Linked DNA regions of Mus musculus: regions 1, 3, 4 and 5 are each linked to region 2. The links are chromatin contacts, called in public HiChIP or PLAC-seq maps. All regions are on one chromosome and are shown on one strand. Each heading gives the region's core, a stretch centred on a gene start, on an enhancer-like site or on the middle of the called end of the contact. The rest is flanking DNA. Distances are from core to core; before and after follow the strand shown. Region 1 overlaps Rptor (regulatory associated protein of MTOR, complex 1). Region 2 holds the start of Nptx1 (neuronal pentraxin 1). Region 3 overlaps Rptor (regulatory associated protein of MTOR, complex 1). Region 4 overlaps Rptor (regulatory associated protein of MTOR, complex 1). Region 5 overlaps Rptor (regulatory associated protein of MTOR, complex 1).

The links. HiChIP or PLAC-seq counts read pairs in DNA pulled down with a chosen protein or histone mark.
Region 1: an H3K4me3 HiChIP or PLAC-seq map of embryonic stem cells shows a contact between it and region 2, with 2.9 times the contacts expected there. The contact joins the enhancer-like site here to the promoter of Nptx1 in region 2. A contact is called at or near these places in 9 of 39 promoter capture datasets (the C10 cell line, the HPC-7 cell line, cranial neural crest and 6 more), 4 of 484 Hi-C or Micro-C datasets (the G1E-ER4 cell line, the N1E-115 cell line, bone marrow-derived macrophages and 1 more), 17 of 115 datasets of contacts at active chromatin or transcription factors (astrocytes, bone marrow-derived macrophages, craniofacial prominence and 11 more) and 3 of 9 other capture datasets (adipose tissue, embryonic stem cells and liver).
Region 3: a contact with region 2 is called in an H3K4me3 HiChIP or PLAC-seq map of forebrain, with 4 times the contacts expected there. The contact joins the enhancer-like site here to the promoter of Nptx1 in region 2. A contact is called at or near these places in 3 of 39 promoter capture datasets (cranial neural crest, neural stem cells and pre-B cells), 6 of 484 Hi-C or Micro-C datasets (the N1E-115 cell line, bone marrow-derived macrophages, cerebellum and 3 more), 13 of 115 datasets of contacts at active chromatin or transcription factors (astrocytes, craniofacial prominence, embryonic forebrain and 8 more) and 2 of 9 other capture datasets (embryonic stem cells and liver).
Region 4: a contact with region 2 is called in an HNF4G HiChIP or PLAC-seq map of pancreatic cancer cells. The contact joins the enhancer-like site here to the promoter of Nptx1 in region 2. A contact is called at or near these places in 2 of 484 Hi-C or Micro-C datasets (bone marrow-derived macrophages and nephron progenitors), 4 of 115 datasets of contacts at active chromatin or transcription factors (craniofacial prominence, embryonic stem cells, kidney and 1 more) and 1 of 9 other capture datasets (embryonic stem cells).
Region 5: a contact with region 2 is called in an H3K27ac HiChIP or PLAC-seq map of bone marrow-derived dendritic cells, with 2.0 times the contacts expected there. The contact joins the enhancer-like site here to the promoter of Nptx1 in region 2. A contact is called at or near these places in 3 of 484 Hi-C or Micro-C datasets (the N1E-115 cell line, nephron progenitors and uterus), 11 of 115 datasets of contacts at active chromatin or transcription factors (SST interneurons, bone marrow-derived dendritic cells, bone marrow-derived macrophages and 7 more) and 2 of 9 other capture datasets (embryonic stem cells and liver).

The regions. Positions count from the first base shown.
Region 1 is chr11:119,757,677-119,760,555 of GRCm38.p6, reverse strand. All of the region lies in intron 6 of Rptor (regulatory associated protein of MTOR, complex 1), which reads right to left. Among named protein-coding and RNA genes, the nearest start is that of Rptoros, 75 kb to the left of the region's middle. Within about 2 kb of position 1,440, at least 23 of the 459 cell types and tissues checked have an H3K27ac peak or open chromatin away from gene starts, as enhancers often do. A contact at or near this core is called in embryonic stem cells, hippocampal neurons, neural stem cells and 1 more, where this site is marked.
Region 2 is chr11:119,546,428-119,549,127 of GRCm38.p6, reverse strand. It overlaps Nptx1 (neuronal pentraxin 1), which reads left to right and starts at 1,308. Exons shown (of 5, transcript NM_008730.2): 1 at 1,308-1,982; 2 at 2,269-2,476. The coding sequence starts at 1,539. It overlaps Gm11762 (predicted gene 11762), which reads right to left and starts at 498. Exons shown (of 4, transcript NR_045099.1): 1 at 1-498.
Region 3 is chr11:119,738,220-119,740,980 of GRCm38.p6, reverse strand. The region is part of intron 4 of Rptor (regulatory associated protein of MTOR, complex 1); the gene reads right to left. Among named protein-coding and RNA genes, the nearest start is that of Rptoros, 95 kb to the left of the region's middle. Within about 2 kb of position 1,405, at least 34 of the 459 cell types and tissues checked have an H3K27ac peak or open chromatin away from gene starts, as enhancers often do. A contact at or near this core is called in forebrain, neural stem cells and oligodendrocyte precursor cells, where this site is marked.
Region 4 is chr11:119,695,141-119,697,840 of GRCm38.p6, reverse strand. All of the region lies in intron 3 of Rptor (regulatory associated protein of MTOR, complex 1), which reads right to left. Among named protein-coding and RNA genes, the nearest start is that of Rptor, 94 kb to the right of the region's middle. Within about 2 kb of position 1,265, at least 28 of the 459 cell types and tissues checked have an H3K27ac peak or open chromatin away from gene starts, as enhancers often do. A contact at or near this core is called in pancreatic cancer cells, where this site is marked.
Region 5 is chr11:119,675,493-119,678,296 of GRCm38.p6, reverse strand. All of the region lies in intron 3 of Rptor (regulatory associated protein of MTOR, complex 1), which reads right to left. Among named protein-coding and RNA genes, the nearest start is that of Rptor, 74 kb to the right of the region's middle. Within about 2 kb of position 1,291, at least 132 of the 459 cell types and tissues checked have an H3K27ac peak or open chromatin away from gene starts, as enhancers often do. A contact at or near this core is called in the N1E-115 cell line, bone marrow-derived dendritic cells, bone marrow-derived macrophages and 2 more, where this site is marked.

The DNA.
Region 1 (2,879 bases), core at 191-2,690, 210 kb before region 2:
TCCTCTAGCCTTGAGCAGACTGGCTCAGACCTGGCTTGCCACAGCCGGCTAGCCCACCTACGGTGGAGTCTATTGTCCTGCCACATCTGCAGCTTTCCACCAAGACACTACTACCTGCTAAGAGGCTGAACCTGTTTTCCTGACACTATCAGACTAAGCAAGGAGATCCTGGCGTAGTGGGGGATGGGTTCCCCTCTTTATAAGCTCAGACTCATAAGCAAACATTGGCCTTGATCAGACCTTTGTCTTGGCTTGTTATTTCTCTCGCAGCCTTTCCCATCCAAAACCCCATGTTTCCTTTCAGGAACCCGGGAACCCGTGGCCAATGGAGACTATAAGCCTGGTAGGGAGCATGGTGAAAGCAGGCAGGCTTTGGTGCTGGAGCAGTAGCTGAGAGCTCATATCCTGATCCACAACTGCATGGTCAAGTGAGCTAACTGGGACCGGCCTGAGCTTCTGAAACCAGAGCCCACCCACAGTGATACTTCTCCTCTAACAAGGCCACACCTTCTAATCCTTCCCTAACAGTTCCACCAACTGCAGATGAGCCTGTAGTGGTCGTTCCTAATCAGACATCACAGAACCTAAACAAGATCTTAGCCCTGAAGTGGGGCAGGAGGTCTGTCCTCTAGCAAAGCTGCTGAGCTTCAAAGACTCTGGCTCAATACTATAAATGATAAAACCTTGCATTTACAGAAGCAACTCCTACTGACTCTGAGCCTAGTAGCCTTCCAGAGACAACATCAAGTGTTACCACAGTAGCAGAAAGGAGACACGATAGCAAAGTGCCCCACACCTTCCTTACACAGGATGTTCGCTTGGGGCCATCCTGCTGGGGCCGGGCGGAGGGAGCAGAGCTGCCGCTCCTGCAAACATCTTCAACACTGCACAGTTAGCACTTAATCTCCCAGAGACTCAGTGGCTTAACTGAAAGGGAGGAGTTCCTGACCTCACTCCAACCCAAAATAATGCTGTCATTTTCATTAATAGACAGCAGAACTGTATGCTGCCTGGTGCGACAGACATCAATCTCCTTTACAGCTGGTCTCAAAGCAAACTGAATACCTCTGAGTCAGAGCTTCCAGCAGCACACACATATGCCCATAATAAATTTAAAATGGTATTATGCCACTCAATCAAAGAAATAGAAACAGCTAAAGGAAAACGATATATATTTTGGATGCTTACACTATACTGATATATATGGGAAGCAAGGCAATTACTTACAGAGAATATTACAACTGTTAACTTAAGAATTACTGAAGTCAGTTTTGAAAATAAGAAAGAGGCAAATTTCCTGAGGCAAAAATGAAAAAAAAAAATCTGCACAATGTCTTCTGACAAGTGCTTCTTCATCAAACAAGAGCCATCCACACACGGCCGCAGACACGGCTGACTCTGTATTCACAGAGCTCAGCTGCATCTGGACCGATTGCCAAGCACGGGCATTCTGAAGCAACCTCCCGTATACAATGAAGACAGTAGTTTTCAGTATTATTAAGGAAAGGAGGGAGGGAAAGTCCTGAGCTTTCTTTCCTAGGCCATTCACAGTCCTCAATGTGACTGTCATTTCACAGCCTAATCCTGGTTTCATGTTTCTGCAACAGTAACTGGCACACTACAGCTTAAGATCACACCTGGCCAGTGCTTATTTTTGTAAATAACATTTGTGAAGCCCAGCCACACCCACCTGTCACATCTGGTCCCTGAAACAACAGAGCTGGGATTACTCAGGAACTGACCCTTCTGATACTGTGAGAGCAACTCTGAACTCACCGACCACCATCTTCACAATGCTAGGCCCTAAAGCCCCAGACTAGTTTGTGAACACATGGAGAGTGGGATGGGAGGTGATGGGGGAAAAGCTGACATGTGCTTTGAAGATAAAAATGTTGGTTACTCCCTCCCTCTCATTTTGTACTTTTCATTAATTCTCTGAAAAGATATACTCAGTTTTTATTAAAATGTACGAAACTGACTTTACAATGAAAAAAAAAACCCTAATTCTAAAAACATGGGTAATTACCAAATGAAAAAATATATTCCCTTTTCTATCAGACTCATTGCAGTACCTCCCTGAGATTACAGATCTACCCGCTAGAGCTGAGCTGACAGCATTCGGGCACTAGATGTGAATGAGGACCATTCTCCCCAACTGCGTGCGGCACAATGGTGCTAAAGTCCATGTTATGGAAGTTGTGTCAACTTGGTTTTTACTGTACTTCCTACTAATGCTTAATGCTTACTTAAACTTAATTATGTCCTCAGTCCAAAAAGGATTTCAGGCACCTAAGCAATGACATGCTTTTTGGGTAGAGCAAGCCCATCCTCTGCTTGGCAGCGGGGTGTGGAGTCCTTAGAGCTGCCCAGACCTACAGGCATAAGCCCTGCGCGTGTGGAGTTGGAGATCAGTGCAGGGCAGTGCAGGGCAGGCGCACTGAGGTCTGGCAGAGGCACTAAGGCAGTGTGTTAGGAAGGAAGGCATGGGTGAGTCCAGGCACAGTGTCAGGCTCTGTGGGTGCTTGTGTCTATTTCTGCTCACCCTCCTTACACATCTAATCACCTGCCTAGAGAACTGCATAAGGGAGCTAGTCTGCAGCAGGATATGCAGTGTCACAACAGAGCTGGTGCCCTGGCCCATTCTTTTCAGAAAGCACTCTGAAAAGCTGGGGAGTTCCAAGGCAGAGGTGGAAGTGGTCATGTAGCCAGCTCTGTAGGGTCCACAGTACCCTGACAGCTCTGACACACAGTCACTCAATAGCTTTCTGCTTGTACTACAGATATGATCATGCCTACCGAGGACTGACGGCCACACTCGCTCGTCATTACCTGGATCGTGTTCTTAAATACGATTCTCCAGGAATTGCACACATGCACAC
Region 2 (2,700 bases), core at 59-2,558:
GGCATCCTCTGTCCGAAGGCTGCCAGTGGGTCCCGGACTGGCGCCTCACAGTCCGGACCTAGTCTGGTCCATCGCAGACCCGTAAAAGGAGTGAGGCAACCGAATGCTTGACTGGAAGGTCTATGGGGCGAACCCAGCCAGCCTGTAGTTGGGCTTTTCCAGTCATTTAAAACCCGATGTGGGTTCTCCCCGCCTTCGTTTTCTTTTCAACATAATTGGATCTTGGGCGAGTTCCCAGGTCCGATTCTGACTCCGACGTGGGGCTGCAGCCCAGACCCTTGTCCAGAGTCCCCAGAGGCATTGAAACCTGGACTGGAATCCCAGCCGGCAGTGCTGCTATCCAGAAAAAAAGGAGGTATGGGTGTGCAGGTGGCTGGGTAAGGTGTCTGTAGGAAAAGGGTAAAGAGGTGCGAACCCCTGTAGATGCGAAGTCGCTGCCCACCTCTGAAACCCCTCCTCCAAAGTCCAGGGGCGCGAGGAATGGGCTAGACGGGGTTTCAAGTGGACCGGTAAACCCAACGCTCACATACACCTACAAAGGGACACACAGACACGCCCAGAGCGGTAAGGGAAGAAGCTCCCCCAGGGGCCCCTTTTGAGTGGCCAGCCAGCTTCTGGGGCGCCACCTGCCTGGAACTAGGCTGGCTTGGATGGCAGGAAGGGTTTGATCCACAGATCCGAGAAGGCCTTAGCCCTGACGAGTGCATAGTGCGGGCTCTCGTTTCCGGGGGCGGGGGACATTATTAGGTCTACAATCCTCAGGAGTTGGAAGAAGGGGAATACAGTAGGGCGGGGAGCCAGGGCGTGGGGGATCCCCAGACTCAGAGTGCTCCGTGGCTTTCAGCCACAAATGTCCATGAATCATTGTTCGGCCTCGCGACCCCTTTTCTGGACCTCAGCGAGCTGAACGCAGGGGACACCGACGTTGACTATTTAGGAAGAAGAGGGCTGCGAGCGCATGGAGCCCGAACCACACGGGCGCTTAGTGTGGAGCAAGCGAACCGAGCTTGTCTTGTGGCCATTCTTCTTTTCCGAGCCCCGTTGGAGATTAGGGGTATTGGGCAGGTGCCCCACCATCTAATCCAGGCCCACGGCCGATCTCCTTCTTGGCCCTGTATTCTGGTAGTCTTCGGGGAAGCGGCGCGGGCCCAGGCGGGGGCGTGCGTGCGGAGGCGGTGGGAGGGGGCGGTGGCGGATCCGGGAGGGACGAGATGGGGAGGGCCGAGGTAGCTCCAGCCGCGCTCCCGTGCGACCCCCGCGGCGCCGCGGGGCCGGTCCGCACACAATTAAAGCGGGATTCCTCCCCCGCTGACGTCGGCGGCGCCGAGGCCCCTCCCGCGGCTGCATAAAAGGCGCGGGCTCCGCAGCGCAGGCGGCAGTGGGGGCCGAGGAGCGCGGCCGAGAAGACTGTGCGGCGTAGAAGCGCGGTGCTAGAGCGCGGGCCGCCTGCGGAGCGACTGCCCCAGCCAGCCCGATCCCGGTCTCAGCCCGATCCCCACCGGAGCCGAGCGGCCCCGGTGCTCCAAGTGTCCGGAGCCATGCTGGCCGGCCGCGCCGCACGCACCTGTGCGCTGCTCGCCCTCTGCCTCCTGGGCAGTGGGGCCCAAGATTTCGGGCCGACCCGCTTCATCTGCACTTCGGTGCCGGTGGATGCAGACATGTGTGCCGCGTCCGTGGCTGCGGGCGGCGCGGAGGAGCTTCGGAGCAACGTGCTGCAGCTCCGCGAGACCGTGCTGCAGCAGAAGGAGACCATCCTCAGCCAGAAGGAGACCATCAGGGAGCTGACCACCAAGCTTGGCCGCTGCGAGAGCCAGAGCACCCTGGACTCGGGTCCCGGCGAGGCCAGGTCGGGAGGCGGCCGCAAGCAGCCTGGCTCGGGCAAGAACACGATGGGCGACCTGTCCCGGACGCCGGCCGCGGAGACGCTCAGCCAACTCGGGCAAACTTTGCAATCTCTCAAAACCCGACTGGAGAACCTCGAGGTCCGCGTGAGCTGCGGTTTCCCCTCCGTGTTATGCGCCCTTCTGCCCTCGCCCACCCCATCCCGACCCGGTCCGGCACCCCCGTCCCCCCTTCCTTGCCTCTTCGGCGCGCTGATGCCTGACCGGCGCCTCTCGAACCCTGCGGGGCACCGAGGGCTGCCACTCGCTGGAGCTTCCCTCCAGGCCACCCCCGCAATCGCCCCAGGGACCGCGTCGCGGGCCTTCGCGCACGGTCCGGGCTGCACGCCTAACGGTGTGGTTTTCCCCTGCCCTTATGCCCCCGCAGCAGTACAGCCGCCTCAATTCTTCCAGCCAAACCAACAGCCTCAAGGATCTGCTGCAGAGCAAGATCGATGACCTGGAGCGGCAGGTGCTGTCTCGGGTGAACACTCTGGAGGAGGGGAAAGGGGGCCCCAAGAACGACACAGAGGAAAGGGCCAAGATCGAGAGCGCCTTGACCTCCCTACACCAACGGATCAGCGAGCTGGAGAAAGGTAAGGGCTCAGGGGAACGTGCTGCATGCTCTCCAGAGACAGCCTGCCTGGGTCCTGCTCCCTGCCCTGGCCTCTTGTCCCGGCCCCACTCTGTAATCCCTCCCCAGTTAGGGCTTCCTGCCCAGTTCCTAGGCTGGAGATACCTCTCCAGGGACGCAGCAGAGCTTAAGAAGGGATTGTACAGTACAGTCAGGACACTCGCAGGATTTTTTTTAAGTCTGATT
Region 3 (2,761 bases), core at 156-2,655, 190 kb before region 2:
CGAGCTGATGCATGAAGGCTAGGCCTCCATCTGTGACAAGCTCTGTATTCAGGAGGACACATCACAGGTACTCCTTTTATGTATATGTTCTGTAAGAATCTACAAGACAGGATGCACACAGACCACTGCAAGGGAGCAAGTGGGCATGCCCAGTGATAGGCTTCCATGTCCCTCCCAAGCCGCTGTAAGTATATGAATGTGGAGAAATGTTCTTCATCAATGACACTGGAAAAGTCTCTCCAGCTCTCGATGCCTAGAGACTAAAAGTAACCTTGTAGTGTGCAGAGCACAACAACAGCAGTGAGGACCACTGCAACCTGAGTCAGTTCATACGTCTCACACACTGTAGGCCCCAAGAGGAATGAATGCAGCTCTCGGGGTCTGTGTAGCTGCTGATGACCAGAGACACTGTCATCTATATTGTGTTCCAGATGCAAGCCCACAGGTCCCACAAACAGCAAACAAGCATGAATTAAGTCTGCTATTTACATTTGCCCAAATGCAAAGTTACATTTAAATCTCTAAATCATCAAGTTACTTAGTATTGATTTATTAAAATAATGAAGGCCAGATATATTAGGGAAACCTTTAACAACTTCCATCTTCCACAATGCATTAATAGCAAGGTACAGGGCAACACCCAGATCCTAAGAGCTGGTACCCACCCATAAGGCAACACTGAACAAACCCTAGAACCGAACACTGGTATTTATTGGCCCTGTGCCTTTAGTTATGAAGGACTTGTACTGACTCCCATCCACGCAGGTGCCTCCCATTGTAGATGGCTTAAATACATCAACACATCTGACACCTGACTAGGAGCAGATTCCTTGATGATCTGTTCCCACAGTGACATTTCTCCATGTCCATACACTGCACAGAACTGTGCACTGTGCCACGAACAGCAGCATCCCTGGCTGTAACCAACCAAGGCCAGAGCCAGTTAGCCCTGACCATCCAAAGGATCTCCAAATGTCGTCAAATGCTCCTTAAGGAAAACTGACTGAAAAGGGGGACAGTCTCACCAAAACCATTAGCTGTGTAGTTTAGTGAGGACAAACTTGACAGGCTGTGATCCTCTGGGACAACAAAATCCACTCTATTAAACCACCAGGAAGAGAATGGCCTTTGAGAGCTAAGCTTCACTAACAAGCTCATTGGCTCCCAGAACCCATCTCAAAAGGACTGCCGAGGGTTTGTCAAGCTCCAGGCCAGAATTAAGGTCCTACGAGCCAGCCAAGTGCAGCTGCAAGCACGGCCTTGGCACACAGGGGATCAACACCCAGTGCAGCAGGAACAAAAGAAGCCACATGTCCTTTGGGAACCCGGCCCTGTACCTGAGTACTCCCTGATGGGCAGAGGCCCCACCCAGCATTCAGAAACCCTGGCAAGCAGAGACTGGGGAACAGAGAGGGGCTGTGAGCAGAGGGCTGGCTTCAGGCCTGCCTAGACTGAGAGAGCAGGGAAGCCCTAATCAAAGAGCTAGAAATGGGTTTTATAGAATGTATTCATTAAAATTCACTTTCTCTGACAGATCCCGTTAAACACAAGGGGGAAACACCACTTGCTTTATCAGACTGTCACTGCAGGCTGTGTCAACTGTAACAGCAGCTATGGTTGGAAAAAGCCCAGCCCACAACAGTGCAGGAATACCTGGTCTTTTACCAGGTCAATCTCTTGGAAGGGTCGGATCCCAGGAACACATGCACTGCACCACTAAGACTTCTGGGAAGAGTGAAGCTAAGCTCTGATTTCAACTATGGAGCAGATGGCAATGCCATGCAACTCCTACGCCTGGTACTGCCACAACAATGAGCAGAGAGAAAGGCAAAGATGATCAACAGGCCACCCCCAGGGAGGGCCAGACAGAGCTGCAGTGGAGTGGATGGTGGGGAAGAGGGATCTAGCTTTGTCAAGTGCACAGTGGCACCCCCATAGATGCACCCTAGACAGGCAAACCTGGACACATGGAACAGTCACTTTGATGTCCAGCAAAGGAGTGGCATCAAGTCTCCTAGGGAGTGCTGAGGCCATAGATGCCATTGGCCTACGAGTTTCTGAGAAACTCAAACTTCCTCTTCCAGGTGTATCTGTGGACAGTAGGCATGCAGAGGATGACATGAGGCTCTACAGAGCCTCTCCCAGGCTTGGCCATTGCGATAAGCTCACAGAAACACCATCACAATTGCTGCCACTGATCTCCTAACCCTGTCAGCACTCTGCGGTGGTGGTGTTCTCAACATACAGCATCCTAACGTCACAGCAGTTATGGGGGGGGGGCATGCTGATGTTCTGCCTCCTGTGCCTCTGGGGGCTCAGCCTGCTTTCTCATGTAGACATAAGCTCAGACAGCAGCTGATGCACATGCCACCAGCAGCAACCTCTGTTTACCTCTTCCCTCATTCCCTTTCTTCCCCCTTCCTTCTTTCCCACATCTCAGAGAAAGCAGGGTTCCTTGGGTCTTGCTCTCAGCAGACACGATTTTCCTACATCATCCCCTTTCTCATGATTCATCCACTAATGTCATCCTCTGTCTCTCTGAACTATCTACAAGCAGAGTTGCCTCCTCCTGACACAGAAAGCACTCATCACCTGACAGCTTCCTGCAATCCCACCTTCCTTTATCTGCTGTAGACTCACTACAGTATAAAGAGTGTAGCCTATTCAAGAACATCCACAGAAATCTGAAATCTTAACAACTTCAGTCCTAGTCTAGCCCCAAGTCTCTCACTCCCCACTTGATCATCGTCTGAGTTCTCTA
Region 4 (2,700 bases), core at 16-2,515, 150 kb before region 2:
GGGAATTTTGTGGTGGTTTTGTTTCATTGTCTTTTGTTGACTGGCCTGGACTCTTAGGACCACCTGCCCCTGCCACACTGAGGCACTGCTGGGATTAAGGGTGGCACTGCTTCAACTCACTGAGTTATGTGGTCTCAGACATATAGAGCACTTGCCTGAGCCGATGTCATGAGAAGTGTAAAGGCTTTAGTCACTCTTAAGGGACGTTTGGCCTGTATCTGTCCCAGAGAACCTCACAAGGCAGACTCCATTATCCTGAGAGAAAATGCAAGCCCCACTCCCACCCCTTGGATCCCCAACTCTGTTCTCAGGGTAACTCGGGTGGTTGCTCTCTTACTCCTAGAAAAGTGTCCATAACCAGAGGCAGCCAGGAACACAGGAAGATCAGGAGATCTGAGCTATCAACAGGAACTCAAAGAATGGAAATGGAATTATCAAGACAAATGGGGTGAGGGGTGCAAACATGAAATAACAACTCACAGTAAAACTATGGCAGTAGCCCTTAGCTATAAAGAAACAGTCAACCTCATTTTATACTAAAAATGAGAATTAAGATTAAAAAACAGACACATGTACTGGCCTGTAGTACTCGGAAACTCTGGGTTCTGCAAGGAGGCTCTCTATGTGCTACTATGAGAATACAAAATGACAGGGGATGCTATCTTGGAAAAAACTTAACTATAACCAAACAACAACAACAAAAACACCTGCAGTGTACCTTGGTGGCCCAGTGATACTATGGTTCACCTCAGAGACACAGCCTTAACAACGGACCAGAGTGTGGAATGTTCCCAGCATGCTGAGGGCCTGTGAGCAACAGTGGCTGATACTGGTGGAGTGTCCAGTGCTAAATGAGTACTAAGGTCCCCAGAAGTGGTGTGAGTGGCTCCCAGGAGTATGTGCAGTATGATGTCTGTGTAAAAATGATCCAAAGAAAAACGACTAAAGAAGCATAAGAAAGATAGCTATAGCTACAGCAATTAGACACGGGGCAGATGTGGATAGGGATGGAATAACACAATTCTGTGCATAACTTTTTGAACACTTTTGATGCATAAATCTCTATTAATGTTTTATAAATTCAAAATATACAATTTGATTGGGGATACAGTCCAATGGTATCATGTGTATCCAGCAAGCCCAGGGCCCGGGGTACCATCCCAATTCTACAAAAAAAAAAGTAATTAAAATAAGGTGGGGAGGCACAAGCTGGAATGCAAAAGCAAACAAATGACTCATGCCAGGCATGAATCACACCGGAATCCTAGTACTCTGCATGGATCACACCTGAATCCTAGTACTCTGCAGACTGAGACAGAAATTCCCAAGAGCTTTGGTCTGCATAGGCCACAGAGTAAGACCCTCTCTCCAATCCCTTTCCTAGCACACCCTCCCAATGATGCCTCACACCCTGCTAATTAGCATCCAAGGTTGGAAACTATAGCCAATACTCTAGTCCTGCCAGAAGATAATCCTAAATGCAGGCTGAAGCCAGGCCAAGTGTGGACCCACAGAGGCACAGGATGCAGTCAGAACTCAGCCTGTACCAAGTCAGTGTACAAAGCATGAGAATCCACGGGACTGAGCCTAGTATGCACTTCTCAAGAACCACAGCTCAGTCCACCTTTTGCCACAGGTGACACGCCCAGGCTCCAAGGGTGAGGTCTGAGCATGTCTGGGCCAGTCAGGTCTCCTACTTCATACACCTAAATATCTGCTAGGTTCATCAGATGTGATGTAGGATGGGACTCAGTCACTGATATTTAATGAACAGCCATCAGTTGTGTCAGCTTAGTAACCCCTAAAGTTCATATAACAGGAAAGACTATCCCTACATTTTTTCTTAATATCTAATAGTCAACTCAATACCCAATAAAGTGAATGAAATAAAATTGAACCTCACAAAGGTATAGCAAGCCTATGCAGTATTGATTTTTTTTTTAAGATTTATTTTATTTATATGAGTATACTGTAGCTATCTTCAAACACACCAGAAGAGGGTATCGGGTCACACTAAGGATGACTGTGAGCCACCATGTGGTTGCTGGGAATTGAACTCAGGAGCTTTGGAAGAGTAGAGGATGCTCTAACCGCTGGGCCGTGTCTCCAGCCCCAGTATTGATCTTTATTAAGAGCTGGTTTCTCAGCTACATGCCACTGCCCTCACCTGCATGGCACAGCAGCTGTTCCACAGTCTGCTTTTAGCAGAAGCGCTGTCTGAGCAGAGCTCACCCATGTGCTCACTGTCCACTCTCTCCTGTCTGGGATTGCAACTGGTCACGTACAGGATAAAGAAACCACTAGATAAGGGTATACACTGAGTGAGCTTAGCAGGTGAGACCCTCGGAACCCCAGGCCAAACCAACTGTTGTCTCCATGGCATAGGCACTCTGCTTATTACTTGCTTTGAGAAAACTCTTAATGATGCTCTTCTCCTAAAGAACTATTGATTCTAAATCAAAAGCAAAACCAGCTACTCGTTGCTGATGACTGTGAACCTCATTTTACTGACTGCCATTTAACTGGTCCTTTACAAAGCATAGCAGGCACAACAAAGAAAGTACCAACCTAGCCCCTGTGGGGCTCAACTCTAGCAGGTCAGGCCACTGCATGCAACAGAGCACTATATAGAGGTACTATATAAACAACCAGCCCTCTGGGCACAGCAAGGTCAAGCATACTGCTTAGCCTTTCGTTTCT
Region 5 (2,804 bases), core at 42-2,541, 130 kb before region 2:
AGGTGCTTGCTCTTCAGACAATACTAGAGACAGGGAGACAGCAAGCAGGATGAGGAGGGTAGGTATGAAGGAACTCTCTGGGGTAGAAAGTTTCAGAGTGGCAGCGTGTGTGTCCTAGTGTGGCTTGGGGACCACTCAGGAAGAAGGCTGGGCATCAAGGACCCTCTGGGTGCTGGGGCTGACCTGCTCAATATTATTCCCATCAGCCCTCCACTTACCGTTTGTCTGTTTGTTTGTTCCCAAACAGGGTTTCTCTGTGCAGCCCTGGCTGTCCTCAGCCCACTCTGTAGACCAGGCTAGGTTCCAACTCAAGAGATGCCCCTTGCCTTTGCCTCCCAAGTACTGGGATAAAAGGTCTACACCACCATGCCCACCCCAGCTTCAACTTCCATTTTCAGTCTGAGAAGAATGAAGCAGTAGCACTTGAAGTCAGGGTAAAGGGCTAAAGAATGTCACTGTTAAATCTGGCCAGACCAAAGCCAAGAGTCTCTCCACAGCCGCTAAGCTACCTGCCCTCTCACCAAGGCAGAGACAGCAAGGCCGAGGGCAATCCTCAGAGCCTGATGCAGCACAGCAAGGGAGGGAGAGGAGGAGCAGTGGTGGACGGCTGGAACCTACTCTGTGCACCACTCACCCTTCCCACTGCCTCTGAGAGCGAGCCTTTGACACAGGGACTGCAAATAACGCCACTTTCAAGAAAGCTGGAGTCCCACAGCACTCTAGTCACACAGCATGATACATCCTGCAGGTGAAAGCAGACGCATCTCCACAACCTACCTTTCTCTAAAGTATGTGTAAGCTTTCAAAAGAATGGGTAGTCAAGAGATGGCGACTCCTTTGTGCTCTCATTAGCTAAAATGGCAGCTTAGGTTTGCAAGTTTGGAACTGGTTTTAGATCTAAGTTCCACATCCAGAGGGCTGTTGTAACACCGTGGCCTTTGGGGACAGGGCAAGACAGGAAGTGCGTGGGCAGGGCTGACTAATAAGCCTTTCGGCTGAAGAGCATCCATCGGAATTGTCCCTGAACATGCTGCATGGAAAGGCTGTCAGGCAAGAAGAGAGGAAAGAGGAGGGGAAACAGGCTGGTACAAGATTATGGCCAGAGCAGAAAAACATGCAAAATGTTTGTCTTGGGGACAGTTGCTAACATCTGGGCAGGAAGCAGCTAAGGGAGACTATCACAACACAATGGTTAACCCCAAGACTGCCACAAGACACATCTACACCATCTTACAAATTTAATGAGATCAGGGGCAAAGCGCATCACACAAGAGTTTGAATCATGTCAGTATGAGTCATTCAGCTACAATTCTGCCCGTGGCTAGGAGCCCTCACTTGCAGTTTGTCACAGAAACACAGACAGGTGGATCATGCCCAAGCTCTGGCTCCACAGAGAATCCAGCTATTTTGGAGGAAAGAGAAGGCTGCCAGCAGAGGAAGTCAGGAGGATAGCACAGTCATGACATAGGGGCAGCCTACAAAGGAGTGACATCGATGCCATGATAGTGCTGTGTCCAGATGGGCAGTACTGTTCTATCAAAATGTGATTGTCCCAAGCTGAGAGCCACCACTACTAGTTCAAGGCAGGCTACTCCACAGTGATCTCTGAGCACCCCCACTCCACCCCTGAGCTCCACTCGCTTCTTTTCAGGTTGTCCACATGCAACTCTGACGCGCTCCCGAGTAAGGCAGAGCACACTGACTTGCACCAGTACTGGTGTGCAGCACATCCCACTGTAAATCCCATAGAGAACACTAGGGTGGGGTGAGGAGGAGCACTAGCACCATCCGTCCCACCCCGCTCCTCCCTTAGAGCAGAGCAAGCATGTAGAGCCTTCTGACACAGGAACCAGGAGCAGTCCAGAGAAGAGGCTAGTAGGACCCCAAGCCCCTCTCGAGGGCTCTGAGGGTGTAGGCAGCAGGGAAGGAGAGAGAGAGCTGGAGCAGTACTCCATGCTTGACCCCTCAGGCTTCCCAACAACCTGCAGCTAGCCTGCTTAAGGGAGGAGGCACATAGGTCCAGCCCCTGCAACCCAGAAGTACGGACGTGCACATAAACACTAGGCTCTGCAAACACCTGTGCCTAAACCCCACAGGACAAGCCTGTAAACCCAACAGAAAGAAATGTGTCTGTCCCTGGCCACGTCAGCTCTACTTCCTAGAAAGCAGCTAACAAGGCATGTGTGCAGTCCAAGTGTACAACCCGATCACAAAGCTAAGATGGCTGCTCTTCAGAGGAGGAGTGTGCCCAGGAGCCTTGCTTTGCTGGAGAGAGACCCCACTTCCCAAGTCCACTGCTTGTTGAGAAGATCTATAAAAACATGTTTCATTCGTTGACTACAAATCCACTGTGACAGATACAAGAATGCACTGCAGAGGAGCTAAGATTTAAGACCTGCTGACTGCAGCCTCGGGAAACAGGAGTGTGTGGCTCCTACTGACCACTCAGCTCCCTGAAACGCCACGGTGACTGCACAGAGCCTTTGCCATTCATTCCTGCTGGCCAAGATGAGAAAGAGCTCCTACAGTTATGTGCACTCACAGCGAAAAGCCTGTCCCCTTGCCTGGCAAACAGGCCCGTTCAGTGGTCACCTCAGCTCCCTGCCAACTGTTACAGGTGCACCAACCCTCCTTACCTCCCACAGTAAACGGTAATGACTCCCACAGAACCTACCTGGGAGCCACAGGAGAGCTGGGACCTACCCCAGCAGAGTGCCTCCCACTCCATGCTTTAGGTAAAGGAGACCTGGCGAGTGCTCCATGTCAGCTACCTCAGCTCCTAAACTTGCATCTTGTGCTAAACT